Regions from separate parts of the Mus musculus genome. Here region 2 is linked to region 1. Evidence: chromatin contacts called from public promoter capture Hi-C data. All regions are on one chromosome and are shown on one strand. Each heading gives the region's core, a stretch centred on a gene start, on an enhancer-like site or on the middle of the called end of the contact. The rest is flanking DNA. Distances are from core to core; before and after follow the strand shown.

Region 1 (4,544 bases), core at 1,321-3,820:
CTTTCATTATCTCCTGATATCTCCTGTTCTCCGGGAGAAGGAAGCTTTTTGTGTGCCTGTGTCTAGCTCTTCCTGGGAGTAGACGCTGCAGAGGCTGAGCCTCTGTTCTTATCTGTGGGCTCCTTAGGTCCACAGAGCAAGCGGTAACCTGCAGTAACTATGAGTGCATCTGGAAAGCTGAGCTCCTGGATGCCACGGGACTCTCCTGAGCTGCTGCTCGGCCTCACACGCCTCCCCACCACTCCCTAGGTAAGTAAGTCTTGCACTAGCAATCCCTAAGCAAAATGGCCTCTGTCTTCTTTGGTTTTCTTGCTTTCTAAATAAGTACTTTTCCTTCAAGTGGGGAGAAATGAACTTGAGTTTGTGACTAGATGCTGGATTCACCCTGGCCAACACAGATTCTGATCCTTTTGTGTGTGTGTGTGGTGGGGGGGGTTGACTGTGGGCAAACCTGGGCAACCATGTTTAGCACCGTATGGATGTGAGAGCGGCCTCTCCAGGCTTACCTCCATAAGGAAGACGCCTTGAGAACGGGCTTTGGCAACCATCTCCCGAACTTCTGCTGCATTCACGCCCATGGGTTTCTCACAAAGGACAGCCTTGCCTGCTGCCAGGCAGAGGAGTACGGCTGGCTTGTGCTGGGGGTGCTGGGTGGCGATGTAGGCCACCTCTAGGGGAGGAGGGAGGAGAGAGGGATGGTCAGCAGCACGGCCAGCAAGAGGGCCTGGCCGCCAACGTTCAGAGGCAAGGCTGTGAATACAGTTCTAGGGTTCTCATTGAGGGGAGACTACCAAGCTTTTGTGTAGTGACAATTTGGAAATTTTGGTTTCTTTAAAAAAAAAACAGAAACATAAGAATATGTTTTCGTTTCAGTCCCAGCTGTGGGATATGGACTGTCCACAGCAGCTGACTATGATTTGCCTTGTGCCCTAGCAGAGGTGTGGTTTGGCCAGCTGCAGAGAGTTTCTGCGATTGTGTGACTTTTGGAATTCTGGCGACTTTTCAGAGGTCTATAAATGCTAGAGTCCCAGAGGTGGATTGTTGGTCAGGGCTTGTGAAGGAGTTATGTACAAAGAAGAAACAAGGAGAAATTAGATATTCTGACAGGGAAGATCAAACTTGCCCATAATCAGCAGTCTCCGATTAACATCCCCCCAAACTCCCTTTCTGACCCCTGGCTTTACTCAGGGGTCTCCTTTCTTCCCTCTCTTTTCTTCTTATGTAGTGTTAGGGGGTTGAAAGGGTGGAAGAACCCACAAAGTAGCAAAAGACAGTTACACTTTTGGGAGGCTGAGGCAGGAGGACAGCCAATTGGAGGCTATGTGTGAGGTCTATCTCAAAAGCCCAAGTGGCCAAGCATGCTTGCCTACACCTTTAATCCCAGTGCTTACAAACTGGAAGCCAAGGCAGGTGGATCTCTGAGAATCTGAAGCCAGCCTGGTCTACATAATAAAGTTTCAGGCCAGCCAGGGCTATACAGTGAGTGAGACCGTCTCTCAAAATAAAATAAAAGTGTGGGATTCAGCTCGGCGGAGCTTTTGCCTAATGTGTGAGAGGCCTTGGGTTCCATATCCAGTATCGCAAAATAAACAAGTAAATAAATTCTTACCAGATTTTCTAGCCTTGGGAGAAACTTAAAACTTAGCCTTGGCTAAGCACAGATTAATATTGTTCAGCCAGTCTCGGGTCACGTGTAAGCCTATTAACTGTCTCCTAACCAGGCCGAGCCTGAGCCTTTCCAAAGACCACCCCTGCAGCCCAGTGCATCTGTAGGCAAGAAGCAGTGCCTAGCTCTGCCCCCACCTCCCTGGTCCAGGCCACTCACCCACGTTTGGGTCCTTGGCCAGTTCCTCATAAGAGCCATAGGCCTTGGGGATGTTGAATTTCTGTGCGAACTCCTCGGCCCGGTTCAGGTCCCTCGCAGCTACCGCTACCACCTAGCGTGGGATTCAAAGGGTTGAGATGTGGAAGACAAAGTAGACGAGCTATGGAGGAGGCTGCAGTGGGGAGCATCTAGCCTCCTCCAAGATGGCTAGGGAAGGTATTACTGGTGGGGAGGGGAAGCAGATTGGGGGGGGGGGCAGACTTAGGCTGTGCTTGGTACATGGCAAGACTGAATAGAGAGGAAAGGGGAGTCTGTAAGCAAGCCCAGGATCCTCCCCGACTGCCCCATGGCTTCGCCTCCCAGCAGCTGATACCTACCCCCTGCAAACCGCGAGCCCCTCAGACTGGGGCGCATAGGAGGTGTGAGCTGAAAACAAATCTCTTATGGCCTTGGGGACCAGAAGGGTCCCCTTCTCTTCTCAGAGTCACTGCCTTAGACCTAGGGACTCTCCTCCCTCACACTCGGGGCTCCCTCGTTCCTCGGACTAGGGACTCTTTCTTAGACCCTCGGCTCCACTCCTCCCTCGGACCCAGTGTCTTCCAAGGGACGTGCACCTGGTGCTCCGAGGAAGGCAGTGAGCTCAGCACGGTGGTAAAGTCGTTGGCAATTAAGCCAGCCGACACGATGCCCCAGCGCAGCGCCATTTTGCACGTCTTCTGCCTGCGGGGGCCGGAGGCGGGGCCAACGCCACCCCGCGCTGCAAGCCGCCCGCTTCCCTTTGACCCTCAGGACACGACCTCAGGACGTGAAACCGCAATCTCTCCACCCGTCTCCTCCTTCCCCTCCTCCCTGCGCCCGCCCTTCTCCCTCCCTCCTTCTCCTTCTCCTTCTTCTCAGTGCCTAACTCTTGCCCAAGCTGGCCTGCAATTCACAATATATATATATAGCCAAGGCTGCTTGCTGACCATAAACTCAAGGCAATCCTCCTGCCTCAGCTCCTTGAGTGCAGCAATACAGGCATACACCACCGTGCCTGTCTTTCAAGTTGCCTTTTTACTTTTTATTTTGAGATGGGGATTTGCTATTGTTATCAATTAGTCTGTGGGGCCCGGGCGTGGTGGCGCACGCCTTTGATCCCAGCACTCTGGAGGCAGAAGCCGGCGAATTTCTGAGTTCGAGGCCAGCCTGGTCTACAGAGTGAGTTCCAGGACTGCCAGGGCTACACAGAGAAACCCTATCTCGAAAAAAAAGCCAATAAAATAAAATAAAATAAAATAGTCTGTGGTCTCAAGAAAATGACCACAGGATCCAAAGTATTTCTGACAAAGCAAACGTTTTACTTCTGGAGAGGACCCAAGTTCTGTCCACTTGGCAGCTCGAAACCATCTTCCAGGATATCCAGTGCCGCCTTCTGTCCTCTGAGGGCACCAGGCATGCACATGGTGGGCATGCATGCATACAGACAAAACTCTTCAACGCATAAAATAAATTAGGAAGGAAGGAAGGAAGAAAAAGAAAATATGGAGGAGGAGGATTCCTTGGAACCAGAGTTGCAGGTGGCTGTGAGCCGTTCATTATATAGATGCTGGGAAGAACAGTAGATGCTCTTAACCTGAGCCCTCTCTCCACCCCCCAGATTATGTCTTTACAAGTCTCTTTAATGATGGAACTTGATTTATCTCACTTGCCGTCGAGAGGGGAAAGAATGTGCACCTTACTGATAATAGCTCCTCTTCACTTACAGCCCAGTTTCATTCTCTCTCGTCTGATCCACTGAACACTGACTGACTGTGCCCAGGTGTTCACAAGTCTCCTATTTAGTAAGGCATAGGAGGCTAATCAGTTATTGTGCTTAACTGATTGAACTAAGTGGCGGCGAGGCAACAGGGACTTTCAGCACTGGAGCGAGGGAAGCCAGGGCTGAGGTCACCTTCTCCTCCCATCTTCACGTAAGCCTTTGCCAGGAAAGACCGTTCCCTGTCACAGGCGCCACAGGTACACGTGCTTAAGATAGCAATCCTCCTGCCTCAGCTTCCCAAGCAGCTCGTACGGACAGGCCTGGATCACAGGCCTCAGAGCTGGTCCTGTGTCCTGTGACCCCTGGAGTTAGGGACAGAGTTGTCTTCCATGTCCTTCTGTTTCTTCTTGGCTTAGCCCTGGACCTCTCTGGGGGTCACTTTTCTGTTCTGGAGACTGAAGTCCCCACAGTTTCTACTTAGAAGAAAGTCTTAAGAGGATTAACTGAGTTCTATGGCCTATTATGTAAATATACTCAACCGGTTGGCAAAGTCTACCTTCACCAAGACTCCAATTTCCCTTGCCTGTAAGACCTTGGTAGCTGGAGGCGGTGCCCAGATTGTAAAAACCCCAAAGAGATCACCAGGAATCACAACCTGCTGTAATTGCAGGGTCTTTATTCAAGTTTGAGCTTAGGTCCCCAACCTTCTTGATGGAACAGGAAAGAGTGAAGCCTCTAAGTGAAGGGGGGTTATAAAGGAAAAAACCCCACAAGCAGGGTTTTCAAGCCGTGGCATTACAGGAGAGGATAAAGGAATGCCGCCCTCAAACCTGTAACATTTCTTCAGACGGGGGTGGGGGGTAGGGGGGTGGGGGGGGATCAGAACGGCACAGCTGGAAAGGGACCTTTCTGACCTGGGAAAAGTAACTTGTGCTGTTAGAAGCTGGTGCAGTTTTACAGCTGGCCACAGCTGTCTGGGAA
Region 2 (4,544 bases), core at 956-3,455, 81 kb after region 1:
CACTTCCGCTTCACCTCTGTGCTAATTAAAATGCTCACTGGGAAGAATTAAAGGGTCAACTGGAAGATAATGAAGGAGGCGCAAAAGAGCCTGCTTTATTCTTGGCCCTTAGGGGAGAAGAGTTTTGCTCTCTTTGCCAGTGCAATAGTGACAGTGGCTGCCGCTGTAAGGCGGCATAGAGTTGAGACATGTGGGTCAGAGGGAGGAGGCTGGCATTTGTTTTCCTTAGTTTGGAGCTGAAGGACACCGCGGGGGTGTGCTGGGGGAGGAACAGGCTCTGGACACTCCCCAGGTTGGGCACGGGGCGCCCCAGCTTCCGCACACCCTAGGTAAGGGGTGGAACTGCAAAATCGCTGTGGATTGGCCAAGGCAGAGGTGTGCGGCAATCGCTGATTGGTCGCGGCGGGGGCGTTTACTGTTGTGCGTTCCGCCCTGCAGTTTGAATCAGTAAGGGAGGAGGTCAGGTTTAGAAATGGAGAGTGGGAGGTGGGGGCGGGGTGAGCAATGTCTGCGGGGGAGCGTGTGTGGTGTGGTTTGGTTACTGTGCCCTGGGCAGTTTAAAGAACAGTGATCCGGTGTTGGGATTTGGGAGCAGTTGTGGCTGTAGAGCCTGAGAACATTCTGCAGAATTATAGAGACTCAGCAGAAGCTTCTTGTGTGTGTGTGTGTGTGTGTGTGTGTTCTGGCACCGATTGTCTAACTACCTCTGAAGCCTTAAAGGTGGAGAGCTAAGGATGAAGGGGTGTGGTTTGAAGCTGTAGGCTGATGTGAGGTCCTGTAATGATTTGAAGTATGAAATTTTTTTGAGCTTCTTAGGAAACTTGAAGGAGGCACAATGAACCATGGACCTGAGAACACATACACACCCCCCTCTGTGTGTGTACTCAAGCACTTATCTCAGAATTACAATGAACATGTTATCTCCTTGTGCAGAGTGAGGCGTCTTAGCTTCTAGCCATCATCTTTCTCCAAAGTCCTATTTCTTTTTGTCTCATTTGAGACAAGAGTTTAGCTTTCTCACTTAGGGTGCTTTTTTATTTGCAACAAACCTCCTGCCTCAGCTAGGCCTGGCTTAAAGTACACTTTCTCTGATCCACTGGCATTTACAGTGAACTGTTTCTTTTTTTTTTTTTTTTTTGGTTTTTTGAGACAGGGTTTCTCTGTGTAGCCCTGGCTGGCCTGGAACTCACTCTGTAGACAGAGTTGGCCTCGAACTCAAAATTCACCTGCCTCTGCCTCCCAAGTGCTAGGATTAAAGGCATGCGCCACCACACCCGGCTGCGCTGTTCCTTTTTATCAAAGCCGTCTGGCCCGCTTTGCCACTGATGATAGTTCCTGTGAATGTGCATTGTTGTTCTTGCTTTATTTTTAGAAAAGCGTTTTATAGCAAGCAGTGGTGGCACACCTTTAATTTCAGCTTTGGAGGCAGAGGCAGGAGGATCTCTGTAAGTCTGAGGACAACCTGGTTTACTTACCGAGCTAGTTCTAGGACAACCTGGGCTACACAGAGAAACACTGTCTCTAGATAGATAGATAGATAGATAGATAGATAGAAGAAAGAAAAAATGTTTTAAACTTTTTGTGTATGTGTATTGCCTGCACATATGTTAGTGTATCATGTGCATGCCGGTGCCTGTGGAACTCGGAAGAGGGCACAGAATCCCTTGGAACTGGAGTTACAGGCACTTATGAGCTATGTGGGTGCTAGGAACCAAGCCCGGTCCTCTCTAAGAGCAGCCCAGTACTTTTAACTGTTGCGCCCTCTTTCCAACCTCTTTTTTTTGTTTGTTTGTTTTTCGAGACAGGGTTTCTCTGTGTAGCCCTGGCTGTCCTGGAACTCACTTTGTAGACCAGGCTGGCCTCGAACTCAGAAATCCTCCTGCCTCTGCCTCGAGTGCTGGGAGGCAGTGTTTTAAGGCAGGGTCTTACCAGATAGCCCTGGCTGGCTTGGAACTAATTAGGTGGCTCAGAATGGTTTTGGACTCACAGAGATCCTTCCACCTGTCTCCCAAACGCTGAGCTTAAGACGTGTGCCACCATGCTCGGCGACATATACAAAATTTAGAGGTCTGGATCTGTTCCCAGGGGTTAGAGCGCTTCCCAAACATTCACGAGCCCACGGATTCCATACTCAGATGCCAAACAAAAGCCAAAGTAAATGCCTAGCTGGGAGTGAGTGTGGCTGTGGTAGAGCAGGGTAGGGTGGAGGCGAGGAGGGAGAGAGTGCGGCAGGTCGGGACCGTTCCCGCGCAGGATCTTCACAGCAGAGCCTGGGTCCCTGTGGTCCCAGAACTAAGGACGGCCTGGCAGAAGTGAGGCTCGACACAGCAGCCATCTGCGGGAGGGGGCGTGAGCAGGGCGGGGCCCGAATGCCTTTCACCAGGCCGCGCCCCAGGCGGGCACAGTCACCAGCCGCACACACCGGATCATGGCTGCAGCCACACTAGGACAGGTGGGTGCGTGGCCGGCCGGCGCTGGGGGCTCTGGGGGACCTGATGCGGGGGGGGCGCACTTCCGGGTGGACCACTGGCGCGCAGCCTTTCCGGCTTGGCGTCATTCCTCTGTGCCTCGGGTTCCGCTGCCCAGCACGGAGGCGGATGGACCCCCCCTTGGGAAGAAAGACGGGGCTATAACGGGCGGGCGGCAGAATGGGTAGACAGGAGTGGGGCGCGAGAGGTGCCTGAACCGGGAGCTCGGACGTGGGGAGCCATGGAGGAGGACTATAATGGGAGAAGTACAGGGTGGGGTGGATGCGGGGAAGTTGTGGCTGGGGCATGCAGCCTGTGTGTGTTAAGGACCAGTTGCTCTTGGGTTCCTTTAGACAAGGGGCCCAGGACCTCTTGGGACTTAGTGTATGGCTTGGCGCAGGGTCTTGGGTGGGAATTGAACCCAAGATCTTATTTCTTGGAACAAAAAGCACATGTCGATGTGTGCAGTGTCTGAGGCTCTCTGTACCTGGTTTTGTAATCCCAGTCAAGTTTCTGTCTGTCAAAATGATAAAAGATCCTCCAGACCAGAAGACTTCAGTCAGTGCTTACCGATGGTGTCAAGCGGTGTCATAGATGGAGAATCTATGATATTTCGTTTGTTTGTTTGTCTTTTCGAGGTAGGGTTTCACTGCATACTCCCAGCTGTCCCGTTGCTCTGTAGACCACCAGGTTGGCCTCGAACTCTGCCCGCCTCTGCCTTCTGAGTCCTAGAATTAAAGTCCTGGGCCACCACTGCTGAGCTTGAGAGTCTGTGATCTTAAGAGAACGTGATAAATAAGTGTGGAAACAGCTGGCCATAACCTTGGGGGAAAGCGTTTGCTGTTAGCTCCCACCTGCTTATCAGAAGTTCTCGCTCCAGGCTGGCGAATTCCTGAACAAACCTTTAAGTCCCCCAGTTCTTAGTGACAGACAGAAATGTTCTATGCAGATGGTCTTGGGATATGACGGGGACAAGAATCTAGGCTCTGACTGTGTGGTGGCCTTGGATGGATACAGCATTGCCATACTGGACCAATCTCTAATTCTAATGGGACAGAACTGGGTTCTGAAGACAGTTTTACCCTGTAATGGAGACACTTTGAACATGAGCCTGCTCAGAGCTATGAGTATCTAGTGGTGAGTGTCCACAAAGTGAAATTTTGGAGTATAGAGGAACCTGCTGGCTGGGGTTTGCAAGGACTGTCTTACAGGGACTAGCCTAGACTGGCATTGGGATACTCTGAGTCTGAAAGAAACAGCCCTTCAACTGGCCAAGGACAACCCTGGCTGTAGAGGGGAACATGTTTGGGATGGGGTCAGGAAACAGCCCTGAGCTGTGTTAGGACACTATGTTGCTCTATAAGGGACTGTCCTGAGGTGACTGGTTGTATCTGAGCCTTGGACTTCTACAAATCTGATGGAGAGTCTGTCCTATGATGAGGACAGCCTGGGGCTATGTGAGGAGATAGCATGGTGTAGGGACAGTTATCTGAGACAGGACAACACCTTACTATGATAATTATTTTGCTTACTTTTGGCGTGAGAGTGGAGCTTTGGCAAGAACACCTGATCTTTGATGGATACTGTGTTTCAGTTCTGGGCTGCTGGGATGTGAAAGGAGCATGGGCAAACCACAGGGAACCCTGCCCAGCACCCTCCCCTTTAATCTCTGAACTCTGCTTCCACTCTTTTCTACTTCCTGTAGCCCCCACCCCCAACCCCCATCTAGCTTCCTTCTTTAAGCTTAATTCTTATCCTATGGTATGGGGGAGGGGTGTTCTTTGAGCCAAGAGAAGACTACTGTTGGCCTTACAGAATTGCTCCAGGAAGACAAAGGTAGCACTTCCGAGGTTGCAAGAGCTCTGTGCCAGCTCAGACTCATCATCTCTTGACACAATGCCTTTTCTGTGCCTCAAGGCTGTGTGATGTTTCTCTCCCTCCATTCCCCTGGATCTCTCTCTCTCTCTCTCTCTCTTTCTCTTTTTTTGGTTTTTTGAGACGGGGTTTCTCTGTATAGCTCTGGCTGTCCTGGAACTCACTTTTGTAGACCAGGCTGGCCTCGAACTCAGAAATCCA

What was found. Capture Hi-C pulls out chosen DNA fragments and counts their contacts.
Region 2: a contact with region 1 is called in a promoter capture Hi-C map of liver. The contact joins the promoter of Bcat2 here to the promoter of Dhdh in region 1. A contact is called at or near these places in 31 of 39 promoter capture datasets (the 3T3-L1 cell line, 3T3-L1-derived adipocytes, the C10 cell line and 19 more), 11 of 15 datasets of contacts at CTCF or cohesin (CD8 T cells, the NIH/3T3 cell line, embryonic stem cells and 5 more), 186 of 484 Hi-C or Micro-C datasets (the 3T3-L1 cell line, 3T3-L1-derived adipocytes, the 63-12 cell line and 103 more), 44 of 115 datasets of contacts at active chromatin or transcription factors (the 230-238 cell line, CD4 single positive thymocytes, CD8 T cells and 30 more) and 5 of 9 other capture datasets (adipose tissue, embryonic trunk, liver and 2 more).

Annotation. Positions count from the first base shown.
Region 1 is chr7:45,486,235-45,490,778 of GRCm38.p6, forward strand. It overlaps Dhdh (dihydrodiol dehydrogenase (dimeric)), which reads right to left and starts at 2,571. Exons shown (of 7, transcript NM_027903.4): 1 at 2,440-2,571; 2 at 1,826-1,937; 3 at 507-670. The coding sequence starts at 2,529. It also overlaps a transcript of Tulp2 not described here.
Region 2 is chr7:45,567,948-45,572,491 of GRCm38.p6, forward strand. Bcat2 (branched chain aminotransferase 2, mitochondrial) reads left to right here and starts at 2,206. Exons shown (of 11, transcript NM_009737.3): 1 at 2,206-2,452. The coding sequence starts at 2,429. 0610005C13Rik (RIKEN cDNA 0610005C13 gene) reads right to left here. Exons shown (of 5, transcript NR_038166.1): 4 at 3,039-3,245; 5 at 1-432.